Regions from separate parts of the Oryctolagus cuniculus genome. Here region 1 is linked to region 2. The links are chromatin contacts, called in public Hi-C maps. All regions are on one chromosome and are shown on one strand. Each heading gives the region's core, a stretch centred on a gene start, on an enhancer-like site or on the middle of the called end of the contact. The rest is flanking DNA. Distances are from core to core; before and after follow the strand shown. Region 1 holds the start of LOC138845617 (long-chain-fatty-acid--CoA ligase ACSBG2-like). Region 2 overlaps RFX2 (regulatory factor X2).

What was found. A called contact is a pair of places that touch in the nucleus more often than the background predicts.
Region 1: a Hi-C map of liver shows a contact between it and region 2, with 8 times the contacts expected there. The contact joins the promoter of LOC138845617 here to the enhancer-like site in region 2. A contact is called at or near these places in 4 of 6 Hi-C or Micro-C datasets (ear pinna, liver, skin fibroblasts and 1 more).

What each region holds. Positions count from the first base shown.
Region 1 is chr16:60,538,620-60,544,882 of mOryCun1.1, forward strand. LOC138845617 (long-chain-fatty-acid--CoA ligase ACSBG2-like) reads left to right here and starts at 4,743. Exons shown (of 15, transcript XM_070058732.1): 1 at 4,743-4,948; 2 at 6,086-6,186. The coding sequence starts at 4,935.
Region 2 is chr16:60,475,148-60,482,280 of mOryCun1.1, forward strand. All of the region lies in intron 5 of RFX2 (regulatory factor X2), which reads right to left. Among named protein-coding and RNA genes, the nearest start is that of RANBP3, 22 kb to the left of the region's middle. Within about 2 kb of position 4,809, at least 1 of the 8 cell types and tissues checked has an H3K27ac peak or open chromatin away from gene starts, as enhancers often do. A contact at or near this core is called in ear pinna, where this site is marked.

The DNA of each region.
Region 1 (6,263 bases), core at 3,493-5,992, 63 kb after region 2:
GAAAACTTGGCCGAAATTGCAAAGCTGGGATCTCAACCTGGACTCCTGTTTGCATCCAAATGCTTAGCCCCCCCCTCCCCCGCACCTCCTCTCTGCCAGGGGCGTTTGCAACATACTTGCAGGTGCACCTGCTACTTCCGGAAAAATAACAAATCTAGGGGTGGGTGATGTGCTACGGTGGGTTAAACTACCTCTGCTCCACTTCCCCTCCAGCTCCCTGCTAATGCACCTGGGAAATCAGTAGAAGATGGCCCAAGTGCTTGGACCCCTGTCCCCACATGGGAGACACGGAAGAAGCTCCTGGCTCCTGGCTTCCGATCGCCACAGCTCCGGCCATTGCGGCCATTTGTGGCGTGAGCCAGCAGATGGAAGACCTCTCTCTCCGTCTGTTTCTCAAGAGACAAAACCGCACAAAGTGGCCCCTGACGATGCACTTGAGCAGGACTAGAGAATGGGAATTTTCCGGACCTTGGGGGCACGTGACTCCCTGGCTGGTAAAACCTTTCCAGTCCTAGGTGAGCGCCTCCCTGACGGGCTGCTTCCACTGGACTGAGGACTTTAATTCCCTTCGCCATCAGAACCTCTGCAGGCAAGTTAGGCGGGGGGGGGGGGGGGGGGGGCCTGGGCTGAACTTGAGCAGGGCGACACGCGGGCCCTCCTCCCTGAGGAGGGGCCACCCACGGGGGGGTTCAGGCTGCAGCACCTGCGTGCCACGTGCATCTTGGATTTTCCGCGTGGATTTACTTATTTAATTTGTTGCGGCGCATTGCCACATTTCTGTGCGACGTGGAATCATTTCCATGGCAAACAGCGGTGGCGGCAGAGCCGCCCACAAAGGGGGCAGGACACGGTAACTCAGATACAGTTTTCAAAATTCACGTCTCCCCAGCCAAGGGGCTTAGCCATTTCTAGGTAACCAGTGAGGGCAGGCACGGAACGGCCGTCCCCAGGGTCCGTACTGACTGCAGAGGAGGGGGAAAGACAAGGAAGATGGAGAATTCCCAGAGAAAGTGACACACCTTGGGGGCGTGGGGAGGGCGAGAGGGAAATGGGTTTTTAAAAGTTAGGAAGACAGAGGCCGGCGCCGCGGCTCACTAGGCTAATCCTCCGCCTAGCGGCGCCGGCACACCGGGTTCTAGTCCCGGTTGGGGCGCCGGATTCTGTCCCGGTTGCCCCTCTTCCAGGCCAGCTCTCTGCTGTGGCCAGGGAGTGCAGTGGAGGATGGCCCAGGTGCTTGGGCCCTGCACCCCATGGGAGACCAGGAAAAGCACCTGGCTCCTGCCATCGGATCAGCGCGGTGCGCCGGCCGCAGCGCGCCGGCCATTGGAGGGTAAAACAACGGCAAAGGAAGACCTTTCTCTCTGTCTCTCTCTCTCACTGTCCACTCTGCCTGTCTCAAAAAAAAAAAAAAAAAAAGTTAGGAAGACAGAAATGGATAGAAAACATTCTATCAACACCTGCATCAGGTTTTGTTAAAGATTTGTTTTTATTTATTTGAAAGGGAGAGAGAGAGAGAGAGAGAGAGGTCTTCCATCCTCTGGTTCACTTCTCAAATGGCTGCAACGGCCAGAGCTGGGCCGATCCAAAGCCAGGAGCTTCTTCCAGGTCTCCCACATGGGTGCAGGGGCCCAGGCACTTGGGCCATCTTCTACTGCTTTCCCAGGCCATTAGCAGAGAGCTGGGTGGAAAGTGGAGCAGCCGGGACTCGAACCAGCGCCCCCATGAGATGCCAGTGTTAGAGGCGGCGGCTTCACCCGCTATGCCACAGCGCTGGCCCCTCCACTGGGTTTGTTCTCCACAGGTTTTGTGTGCTAGAAGCTTGGTCCGCAGCATGGCCGTGGCCAGGGCCACCCTCATCCCCCAGGGCTGGGACGTGGGTCAGACCACACGACCTCCCCCACCAGGCCTGTGTGATCCTGAACACGTGGCCCCAGGGAAGAGCACAGGTCGCCTGTGCGGGACACAGGGGTTGTCCGTGGACTTGGGCCACACATGGAGCTCCCAACAGGGCAGGCAGCTGTCACTGCGGTTAGAACGCTGCTTGGGCCCTCTCGTCCCATGTCTAAGGACCCGGGGTCACGTCCTGGCTCGGGGTCCTGCCAAGGTGCACCCTGGGAGGCGACAGTGCCTGCTCCCGTGTGGGAGCCGTGGGTGGAGCTCCAGGCTCCCGGCTTCAGCCTGGCTCAGCCCTGGCTGTGGCAGGTATTTGGGGAGTGAAGCAGCAGATGGAAGACTTTTTCCCTAATACAATGGAAATAAACGAAAAAAGGGTTTTAAAGTTCATGGCAAAGTAGAATTTAAAGAAAAAGCTTAGGGCCGCATCCCCGTACTGGGGGACCAAGTTCAAGTCCGGGCTCCAGCGCCTGACTGTGGCGTCCTGCTGCACGCACCCCGGGACGCTGCAGCAAGTGACGGCTCGAGCAGCCGGCCCCCTGTACCCACAGTGGAGACCCAGGCTGAGCGCCCGGCTCCTGGCTGCAGACCCCCGTTCCCAGCCCCTGTGGCCATTTGGGGAGTGAACCAGCGATGGAAGACCCCCCTGTCCGCCATTCTGCCTCTCAAACACATTTCTTAAATTACTTTTAAAAAGCTTATTTGGGGGGCGAGCACTGTGGTGCAGTGGGTTAAGTTGCAGCCTGTGATGCTGGCATCCCCTCTGAGCGCCGGTTCGAGTCCCGGCTCCTCCACTTCCAACCCAGCTTCCTGCAAATGCGCCTGGGAAGGCGGCAGTAACGGCCCAAGCGCTCGAGCCCCAGCCACCCCCGTGTGGGACCTGGATGCAGCTCCCGGCCAGGCCCTGGCCACTGCGGCTATTTGGGGAGTGAACCGGTGGATGGAAGACCTCATTCTGCCTGTGTCTCCCTCAGCGTCACTTTGCCTTTCAAATAAATAAAATAAATCTCAAAGAAAAAAAAGGTTCATTTTGGTGAGCCCCCGCTTTTTCACCGATCGTATCTGCCATGAACTTTCACACGGCCTCATGGGTACAGATTTCAAAGTCTGGGGGCACCAACATACACGTGTCCTTTAGCCCCATTCTCTTGCAGACTTCTGAAGCCCCCCGCGGTTATAGCGCTTGCTCGCGCCCCAGTCTGGTGCCCTGAGTGTGCCTCGCTCCCTCCTCACTGTTGTCTCCTCCCATGGGCTCCACCCTTTAACCCAGGGGTCGGAAAGCTGGAGTCCGCGGGCCGGGCCGAGCCTGCCACCTGCTGTCCGGTGTGAAACGTGCTGCGGCTGCCCTCAGTGAGACAGTCACCTGCGATGCTAAAAATAGTTGCTGTCCGGCCCCGTACAGAAAAATTTCTACTGCCTTCTGCGCAAATGGAGAAAGTAAAACCCAGGGAGGTCAGGCTTCAGGTACAGCTGGATCCAGGGGCTCCGAGGCTGCCACCAGAACCTGATCTCCCCTTACCCACGCTCCGGCTCTGCTTTCCCTGTGCTGGGCTCGCTCCTGGGGGCAAAGTGGCTGCCGGAGATCTTACCCTTTCAGCAGTCCAGTGTGAAGACATTCTCTTCTTTTTAAATAAGGTGTAGGAGTGGCAGGCGCCGCAGCTCACTAGGCCAATCCTCTGCCTAGCGGTGCCGGCACACCGAGTTCTAGTCCCGGTCGGGGTGCCGGATTCTGTCCCGGTTGCCCTTCTTCCAGGCCAGCTCTCTGCTGTGGCCAGGGAGTGCAGCGGAGGATGGCCCAAGTACTTGGGCCCTGCACCCCGTGGGAGACCAGGAGAAGCACCTGGCTCCTGGCTCCTGCCATCGGATCAGCGCGGTGCGCCGGCCGCAGCGCGCCGGCCGCGGCGGCCATTGGAGGGTGAACCAACGGCAAAGGAAGACCTTTCTCTCTGTCTCTCTCTCTCACTGTCCACTCTGCCTGTCAAAAAAAAAAAAAAAAAAGGTGTAGGAGTGTGTGTGTGTGTGTGGTGTGTGTGTCACTGTATGAGGACATACATGTGTTTGAGTGTACATGTGTGGTTGTGTGTCTTAGTGTGTGAACACATGTGTGTGTGTGCTGAGTGTGCACTGTGCCAATCAGAGGCGGAGACTCCGGTGCCTGGCCACCAGCCTGGGAGCCCGGCTCAAGGTCACCCCCCACCCCCGTCACTCTCAGCTCAGGAGGCAGGACGTCAAGGATGCCCTGGCGTGTTCACTCCCTTTGCACATTTGAACCGAAGCCAACTTCCAGTCTCAGGACTTGAGCTGTCTGCCTGAGAATGTCAGGTCCCCGTGCCCCCCGACCGCCTCCCCGCCATCCCCCCAAAAGGTGAGAGGACCCGCCTCCTCCTCGCCCGGGGGGCCACTCCTGGTGAACACACTAGCTCCGGGCATCAAGCCGCCCTCCAGTGCGGTGCCCGCCCAGCCTGGCGCAGCCCGGGGCCTAATTCTGGTCCAGCGCCTGGGTTCAAGTCCTGGCTCTGCTCCCGATTCCCGCTCCCCGCTCCCCGCTACTGCAGACCCTGGGAGGCGGCAGTGCCGGCGGCTCGAGCACTTGGGAGACCTGGGTGGGGTTCTGAGCCCCCAGCTCCGGCCCTGGCTGTCAGGGGGAACTGGGGAGTGAACCAGCAGATAGGAGACCTGTGTCTCTCGTGGCTCAAGGCACAAACGCACGCGTGGATGAACGAACGATGAGTGAGAAGCAGACGATAACATCTGCCCTTGGAAGCAGGTCCCTGCTGGGGGGGTGGGGCAGGGGTATCCAGTGATGTCACAAAAGGTTCTAGAAGGTTCCGGAAGGTTCTGGAAGGTTGAATGGGGTAGAAGACCTATTGGAGAGGGGGGAACTGCCCACCTTCCTGCCCTCCCTCCACCACCAGCGTCCAGGCCAGCCCTGGAGGGTGACGAGGGCCGGGGAGGGGAGGGGCTGCCCGTCCGCCGTCTCCGTGGGAGGGGCAGATGTCACAGCTCCTGATGCCTGACCGTGGCCGCCCAAACCCTACCTCATGAAGAGGGGCAGGTGCCGGGGCCTGGGGGTGGGGCACGCGGTGGCGGGAAGCTACGGAGACCCGAGTCCCCATCTTGCCTTCAGCGCCCTTGTTGAACTCGCTTCTCCTCGCTTTTCAGTGGGCTGGAGCCGGGAGCGTTAGCCGTGTTAGCTGCAATTTCCTATTTTATAAAGAGTTTATTTTCATCTGCTTGAAAGAGCAATAGACAGACACACACACACGCATCTTCCGTCCATTGGTTCGCTGCCCAGATGGCCACAACAGCCAGGGCTGTGCCAGGCCGAAGCCAGGAGCGCAGAATCCCATGCGGGTCTCCCACGTGGGTGGCACAGGCCCCGCACCTGCTGCTGCCTCCCAGGGTGCAATGCGCGCGAGCAGGGAGCTGGACCCAGACCCAGGCGAGACGCGCGGGAATTCTGCGTCTAGCCCACGCTCCCACGTCGGCCACTTGCCTGCGGCTCCAGAATGATGCGCCCTCGGGGCTCGCCAGGCTAACTTCACAAAGACGATTGTGTGGCTCGGGCGCTGGCCAGGCCCCGGGGTAGGGGGCCACTTGGCAGGGGCAGGAGGAGGCAGCGAAACGTCTCCCCACCCCGCACCTGCAGGGGCCCCGGAGCGCTCCTGGGGGACAGCGCCACCTGGAGGCTGCGCCCGCAACGCGCAGTCCGGGGGGGGGGGGCGAGGTTGTGCGGGTCCTGAGCTCATGGGGGGGCAGCCCGAGGCAAATCCCGCAGCCACAGGCGCTCCGTGCAGCGCCTGGAGGGCTGGCCGCCATCTGGGGAGCAAGTCAGTGGATGGAAGGTCTCTCTCTCTCTGTCTCTCTTTCAAAGAAATAAAATGAATCTTTAAATTAAAAAAGCAGAAAGCTGCATGTATACCGAACAACAGGTAATTGTTAGCAAGCATTAGGAGTCACCTAGAGATAATTTACAGCTTAGGGCCGGGAGCTGGTGTCGGGCACAGCAGGTGACGTCCCAGGTGAGCACTGCTTCAGCTCCCTGCCATCTGGCACACCACCCCTCTCCTCTCCTGCTCAGCCCGGGGCAGGCATGACGAATCCACCCCCGGGGTTCTCGGCAGACACGAGCAGTGGATGGAAGCTGGTCCCTCTGCCGGCCCTGCTCAGGGGCCTGCTCTTTGCCTTGCAGTAGTATGAAAAGCAGTCCCGTGGAGCCCGGGAAGCCTGAGCCCCCAGCGACTCAAGAGGAGGAGGCCGAGGACCATGCAACAGAGGCAAGCAAAACACCAGGTACGCTGGGCCGGGGAGGCTGGCTGACTGCGCCATCCTTGGCCCAAGCCTCAGGCCTTGGCCGAGGTGCCTGACCC
Region 2 (7,133 bases), core at 3,559-6,058:
GGCCTCTGGTCTTGTCACTGGTGGCCTTGGTAGGCACCTCACCGAGCGCTCTCCTGCTCCCCACGCCCGGCCTGGCCGCCATGACCACATCTGGCCTCTGCAGCCTTCCCTGCCTCGCTCTGGGGAAGCTGGGTGACTCGGAACTGGGAGGTCAGCAGGTGCTGTCCCTTCCTCACCCTGCACTGCCCTGATGCTGTCTGGGCGGCGCCTCTCTGCGGCCACCGGGCACGGCCCTGGCCTTGGCGCTGGAGGAGCGGGTCCTCTCTCTGCCACCGTCCCCTCGACTTTCACTCGGTGCAGAGTCTGGGCGAGCAGCGGCTGCCCCATACTGGGCCCTCTGAGCTTGTGCAGGATCGGGGCTCGCACTGCTTTATTTACTGCTGGCCCCTCCCCACCCCCAGGTCCTCAAGAGTGCCCCGTGAGGGCAGAGGCAAAGCTGGCTCTGTCACTGTGCGGCCCAGGGTCTTGGAGATGCTTCCAGAACAGGCTGGGAAAGCCGGGCTGAGCCCAGGCACTCGCTGTGGGGAGCAGGAGGCGCCATTGCTCAGGGCAGCCCAACGTCCCAAGGGCCTGAGTGCCAAGGTGAGCTGGGCAGAAGCCAAATGACCACAGGAGGTTAGGCTTGGCGGCCGCAGGCTACAAAAAACCTTGGGCCAGGAGCCCGGGAGCTGGAGTCTCGAGCCTGTCCACCAGCCGGAGGTGACCAGTCGCAGGTCAGAAGCAAGGCCTGGAGAAGGCGACCACCTCCGTGCATCGCTGCCCCTCTGCCCGTGTTCTGTGCGTCAAGAGGAGGATTCTTCGCCTGGGTAAGGAGGGAGACGCTGATGTGGACAGATGCATGGTGTCTTGATGACGCGTTCTTCCCGCTGAGTGGAAGGTAACTGGGGACAGGACTGACCCAGACAGACCCTCAGGCAACCGCGGGTCCCATCTCCTCTCCGTGCACCGATGAGTGACCCCAAGGGGAAGCGGACTAGAACTGAATGATGGGGCCGGCGCCAGGGCAGAGGGTGAGGCCACTGCCTGCAGTGCCGGCATCCGACATGGGCACTGGTTCGAGTCCTGGCTGCTCCACTTCCGATCAGGCTCTCTGCTGTGGCCTGGGAAAGCAGTGGAAGATGGCCCAAGTCCTTGGGCCCCTGCACCCACATGGGAGACCCGGAAAGCTCCTGGCTTCAGGCTGGCGCAGCTCCAGCCATGTGGCCAACTGGGGAGTGAACCAGCAGATGGAAGACCTCTCTCTCTCTCTCTCTCTCTCTCTCTCTCTCTCTCTCTGCGTCTCCTTCTCTCTCTAACTCTGACTTTCAAGTAAAGCTTTATTTGGACATCAGCCATCACCAGAGTCTCTGAGGGGTCAGCGGTAGGACCGGGTGCAAGCAAAGTCAAACCCCACGCCAAGGGTGGGCGTGTGTGCCTGGGGAGGGCTAACAGGAGGGCCCCGCCCTTGGGGCTGCCCCCCCCCCCCAGCTGGGCTCCTGCAGACGCCAACATGGAAGGAGGAGTCACGTGCAAGGGGCAGGTTCGAGGAGCTGTGCCCTCCCCCCGCCACGTCATCGCCCGGGACGGAGGGCCTGAGCAAGTGCCTCGTGCAGTCCCCGCTGGCCACCGAGCTGCCCGGAGCCAGGGCTCCCCCAGCTTCCTGCACAGGCCCTACAGCCACGGGTCTTCTCCCTCAAGGCAGACAACGGCCAAGAACCTCCGATCGCTACAGCCGGCAGCTCTCAGTTGCTGCTACCCTTTGCTCAGGTGACCAGTTCCTTACAGCCTCGAAGCCAGGAAAACTGGGCTTCCCGATCCCTTTTTGTGGTTGCCCATTTCGGCGTTTGTTGTCTTTTTCGCGTGCGGCTGCACTGCCGGGCGCTTCCGCGGGAGCTCGCCTGCACTAAAGAGTCCCCGTGACACCCCGGCCGGGCGGCGTAAAGAGTCCCCGTGACACCCCAGCCGGGCGGCGCCGCCTCCTCTCAGCGCACAGACCCTGTCTTCACCGTCCCTCCCTGTGGAAGGAGACACTCGCTCGCTCGCTCGCTCCCTGCACACTGCTGGGCTGGGTCTCTTGCTCCCTCTCTGCCCTCCAGCGTCCTCTCCCTGTCTGGTTTTTACGCCACGAGCAGCCCGCCGAGGCCGACACACACTTACATGGCTGTTGAGTAAACCGCTTTTGTGTGATGTGATTCCTTCGCTTTTTTGGAGGTTTTCAATCGCCATTTCAAGCTACAGAAAATGTGTGCAGAGACAAGACAAAACAAAACGGGGGAAAAGGAAATCAGATGGTTAGCATGAGCCAAGGTCTGCTGTTACTAACATCCAAATAACGACTGCAGCTCCTCAGAATCACACAGGGCCGGTTCAGTGGTGAGCCCAGAGCCGAGCGGGGCGGGCCAGTACAAGCAGCAGGCTCAAGTCACAGGGTCAGAACTCGCCACCGCACTTCAGTTAGGCCGCCGGCAGCAGCGCCGGCGTCCCACACTGGAGCACCTGTTCGAGTCCCGGCTTCTCTGCTGTGGCCTGGGAAAGCGGTGGAGGACGGCCCAAGTGCTTGGGGCCCTACCACCCACGCAGGAGACCTGGATGGAGTACCTGGCTCCTGGCTTTGGCCTGGCCCAGCCCTGGCCATTGTAGCCACTGGGGGAGCAGACCAGCAGATGGAAGACATCTCTCTCTCTCTTTTTGTCACTTTGCCTTTCAAATCAAATCGAATCTATCTTAAAACAAAACAAACCCTCTGCCACTGCACTGGGACAGGATTGGCAGGTGCCCAGGCACAGCACGCTAATCGGCAGTCACTCTGCTGCTTGGAGAATCAGACGAACAAAACCAAAGATGTCAATGGTCTTGACCTCCCAGCCAGCCTGTCCTGACACATAGTCTGAGGTCTCCTTGCTGCGCGCTTCGGGAAAACACCACCAAGGCCCAAGATACACACAGGCCCTGCCATGGGCAGGTGTAGGCCCGGGGCCCCTGTGCAGTCACAGTGACCAAGCCCGGGTGTTTGTGGAGTGAGGCTGTGCGGAAAGGACATGGAGTCCTGGAAGCAGTCGAGGGAGCTGAGGGCTGGACTTCCAGAGGGTGGGCAGGGCTGTGAGCTGGGCGCACAGGGCCAGGTGCAGGGGTGCTGGGCAGGCCTATGCCCAGCCAGAAGCACCAGCCGCACATGGCCCCCACGTCTGCACTTGTTGAACTTGACCTAGCTCACGTGTGGAAGTCGGGAAGTGACGATCTCAGTCATCGTGACAGAAAAGACCAGGAGCGTAAATGCAGGCGCACTTTGATTTTCCCAAAGCACCCCTGGATGGCAAGGACTTCTGCACGAGGCAGGCCCAAGGTGGCTCCACAGCCCGGGCCCCCAGAGCCAAGCTGGAGAATGGTACTGCCTCTGGAGGCCTCTTCTGCCCACAGAGGGTCTTCTCGCATTCGCCACGCCTGCCACAAACCAGGGAAGGTGCCAGGGTCCCTTCTCCCAGGGCCCGGGTGAGGGAGAAGTAAACACACACGCGTCCCTGAGCCTTGCCCTGTGGCCATGCAGACCCACAGCCTGGGCAGGGAGGTACACACGCCCGCCCGGGCCTGGGGGCAGAGTTCAGGACCCTCTGGAAGCCCCACTCCCAGGTGGCCTTGTCGGGTGCACAGCACACTGGGAAGGGCAAGAGAAGCCACTATATGTCTGGCATAGCGGGTCTCAACCATGGAGCCTCCTCTCCCCTAGAGCTAGAGGGGCTGCGAGGCGCCACACGCGCAGAGGGGAGCAGGAAAAGAAGTCCTGCTGGGGCGTCAGTGCTGTGTCTGTGTGGAAACGTTGTACAGTACCCCAAAAATGTGCAAGGGGTCCAGCAGTCCACATCAATCAAAAGTGGCACACATATACCATAACAAAGAAGAACTGAAAGCCAGCACACCACTCACCCAGCTCCGAAAACCTGGAATGCGTACGAGAGTCCAACAGTGCGGGCTGGGGCCCCTTGCCGGAAGCCAGCCACCCTGCATTTCCCAAAACCTCGCGTCCACGAACTCAACCGACTGCGACTGAACGAGCTTGTTAAGGGGCCGGCGCTGTGGCGCAGCGGGTTAAAGCCCCAGTCTACAATGCCGGCATCCCATATGGGTACCAGTTCAAGTCCTGGCTGCTCCACTTCTGACCCAGCTCCCTGCTATGGCCTGGGAAAGCAGTAGAGGATGGCCCAAGTGCCTGTGTGGGAGACCCGAGGGAAGCTCCTGGATCCTGGCTTTGGATTGGCCCAGCTCTGGCCGTTGTGGCCAGTTGGGGAGGAGCCGGCTGATGGAAGACCTCTCCCTCTCTGCCCCTTCTTCCCTTTCTGTGTAACTCTGACTTTCAAATAAATAAATAAATCTTAAAAAAAAAAGCAGACCTGCAGAGGCGGGGAGAGGACGGGGGAGCGTGAGGACGGGTCGGTGGCTGCGTCTCAGCCCGAGGAGCAGAGGGGAGAGCGAAGCCAGGACTCCGCCAAGCACGTGAGAAACACTACACGAGTCGGGGAGGGAGGCTCCGAGCGCGCCTGGGGATACAGCGGCTGCCAACCTCCCACGTTCAAGTCTCCACAAACCTCGAGACAGGTGACCATCAAACTGCGGACGCATCGCGGATGCAGGACCTGGTCAGAGCGACAGCCAACCTCAGCGGGAGCGGCGGAGGCCGGGGCAGTGGGGCGCCCACACCACAGATTGTCACCCAGCCACAAGTGGCATGGAGCCGGCGCGCCGCAGCCTGGACGACCGCTGGAGCCACGGAGCCACGAGAGCTCAGCCCAGAACTCGCAGCGCGAGGCTCCTGTCAGGAAACGCACGGCACGGGCAGGTCCCAGGGACGGGGCGGGGCCGTGGGGAGCGACTGCCACAGGTGCTGGGGTCCTCTGAGCCGGTGGAATGTTCTGGAACCAGAGGTAGGTGCTGGCTGCACGGGGAAGGTTCTGAATGCCACTACTGGCGCACTTTAAGTGGTGAATTTCATGTTGTATAACTGAATCTTCCTGTGAAAAATGAGTACTGCCTTGCATTTTGGATGGCTGTTTCACCGATGGGTGTTTTTATAACACCACGCATTGGTCATCCGGAAAATATGGCTTCGCTGGGTTGGCAGGCCTCCCAAATGCTGGCATGTTTCATTGAACACAGCAGGAAATCACATTTGTTAATATCACCACCCATCAGGAAGCTGCCAGGGCCCCTGGTGGCAGACAAGTTTTCCAAAATTCTTATTTTTTGTTTGAAAACTTGAACTGCAGAATTGGCAACAGAACCCAGGCAGCCGTCTTCCTGAATGTCAAGTTTACTTGGCTCACTTCTGAGAAGCCTCAGTCAAAACACGGGGTCTGAACAATCCTTGCGTTGTTCGCTCAGGCAGGGGTGGGCCTCTCCTGGGGCGTGTGCTGTCCTGGGGCATGTGCCATGTCCTGGGTGGGCACCCTGGGTCCCGGGGGACGTTCCCACACGGGAAACTGCCATACAGAGCCATTCGGGGCTGCCGCGTGGTGGGTGGGGCCGGCCGAGGGCAGGGTGCTCAGCCAAGTTGGTAAGAAGAAGGGAGATGGTAAGAGAGGGAAGCCCGGGGTGGGGGCGCCACCTCTGCCCACGCAGCACGCGCTCCAGGGCAGGGCACGTCCCCATACCCAAGTAAGAAGGGAGACCACAGCTAGCCGGGCGCTGCCTCCCCATGAGCCATGCTCCGCCACAAGGCCCTCCCCACACACGGGCACCACGCCCTTGACCCTTCTGCTGCCCAGGCATTGTTACAACAGAGAGAGCAGACCAGGGAGGCCCGGAGGGGCCTGGCAGGTGTTCCCACCTGGGGAGAAGCCACAGCTGCTTTCCTGCGCACATTCAAAGCCATCCGGCGTCACACCAGCTGAACACAATCAGGTAAGGAAGAGACCGCTCGCCCGTCCGGCATCTGCCAAGAGTGTGCTAGAAGACTTGGCTTCGGGAAGCCTGAGGAGTCTCTGGCGTGCACCCCTCAGCCCTCTGCAGTCTCTGCTCGACCTGGACTTCAGGGCTGTGGCTCCCAGTGGTCCCAGTTCCCAACAAGACACCACGTGCACTTTCATCATCAACACCTGATCAACGCTGTCTTCGTCAGGGCCTCTCCTGCCTGACCCCTCCCCTCTGCCCCTTCAGCCTCCCTGGACGTAACCAAACGGCAAATCAGGAGGCTCCACCCGGGCAGAAAGTTCAAGAACAAACCTGTCAGTTTAGCATGAGGTTTTAAGAAAGCAGAAATGTGGCTGGCGCTCACTAGGCTAATCCTCCGCCTTGCGGCGCCGGCACATGGGGTTCTAGTCCCGGTCGGGGCACCGGATTCTGTCCCGGTTGCCCCTCTTCCAGGCCAGCTCTCTGCTGTGGCCAGGGAGTGCAGTGGAGGATGGCCCAGGTGCTTGGGCCCTGCACCCCATGGGAGACCAGAAGAAGCACCTGGCTCCTGGCTTCGGATCAGCACAGTGCCGGCCGCGGCGGCCATTTGGGGGTGAACCAACGGCAAAGGAAGACCTTTCTCTCTGTCTCTCTCACTGTCTAACTCTACCTGTCAAAAAAAATTGCTTTTATCAAAAGCTCATCTTTGGGGCTGCATTGAGGTGGTGTTTAAGCTGCCATCTACGACACTGGCACTCCACACGTGAGTGCTGGCTCAAGTGCTGGCCACCCCACTTGCCATCCGGCTTCCTAGAGGCATCTGGGAAAGCAGTGGAGGGTGGGCCCTGCCCCCCCGCCCCGTGCTAGAGACCCGGATGGAGCTCCTGGCTCCTGGCTCCAGCCTGGCCCAGCCCCAGCTGTTGGGGCCATTTGGGGAGTGACCCAGTGGATGGAAGACCTTTCTCTCGCAGCCTCTCAAATAAGGAAATCTTTAGTAAACTTCACTTGCAGACTTATGACACGGATGTCAACTGGAAATAAACACCCAGGCATATTCACGCCTCCACGTCTGAAGCCCCTCACTGAGGCTGTGGGGGGTGACCTGCTTGGGTGTTCAGGATCAACTCAAAGTCCCAGAAAACAGGGCTGCAGCCCAAACACAGGGAGACGGTGCGCCTGGGATGCGGAGCCGCTGGCCCTGGGCCTGGCCCCGGCGAAGTGGCCGGGACCTCAGCAGCCTCCCCGTGAGCGGCTCCCGGGCCCCACACGCCAGC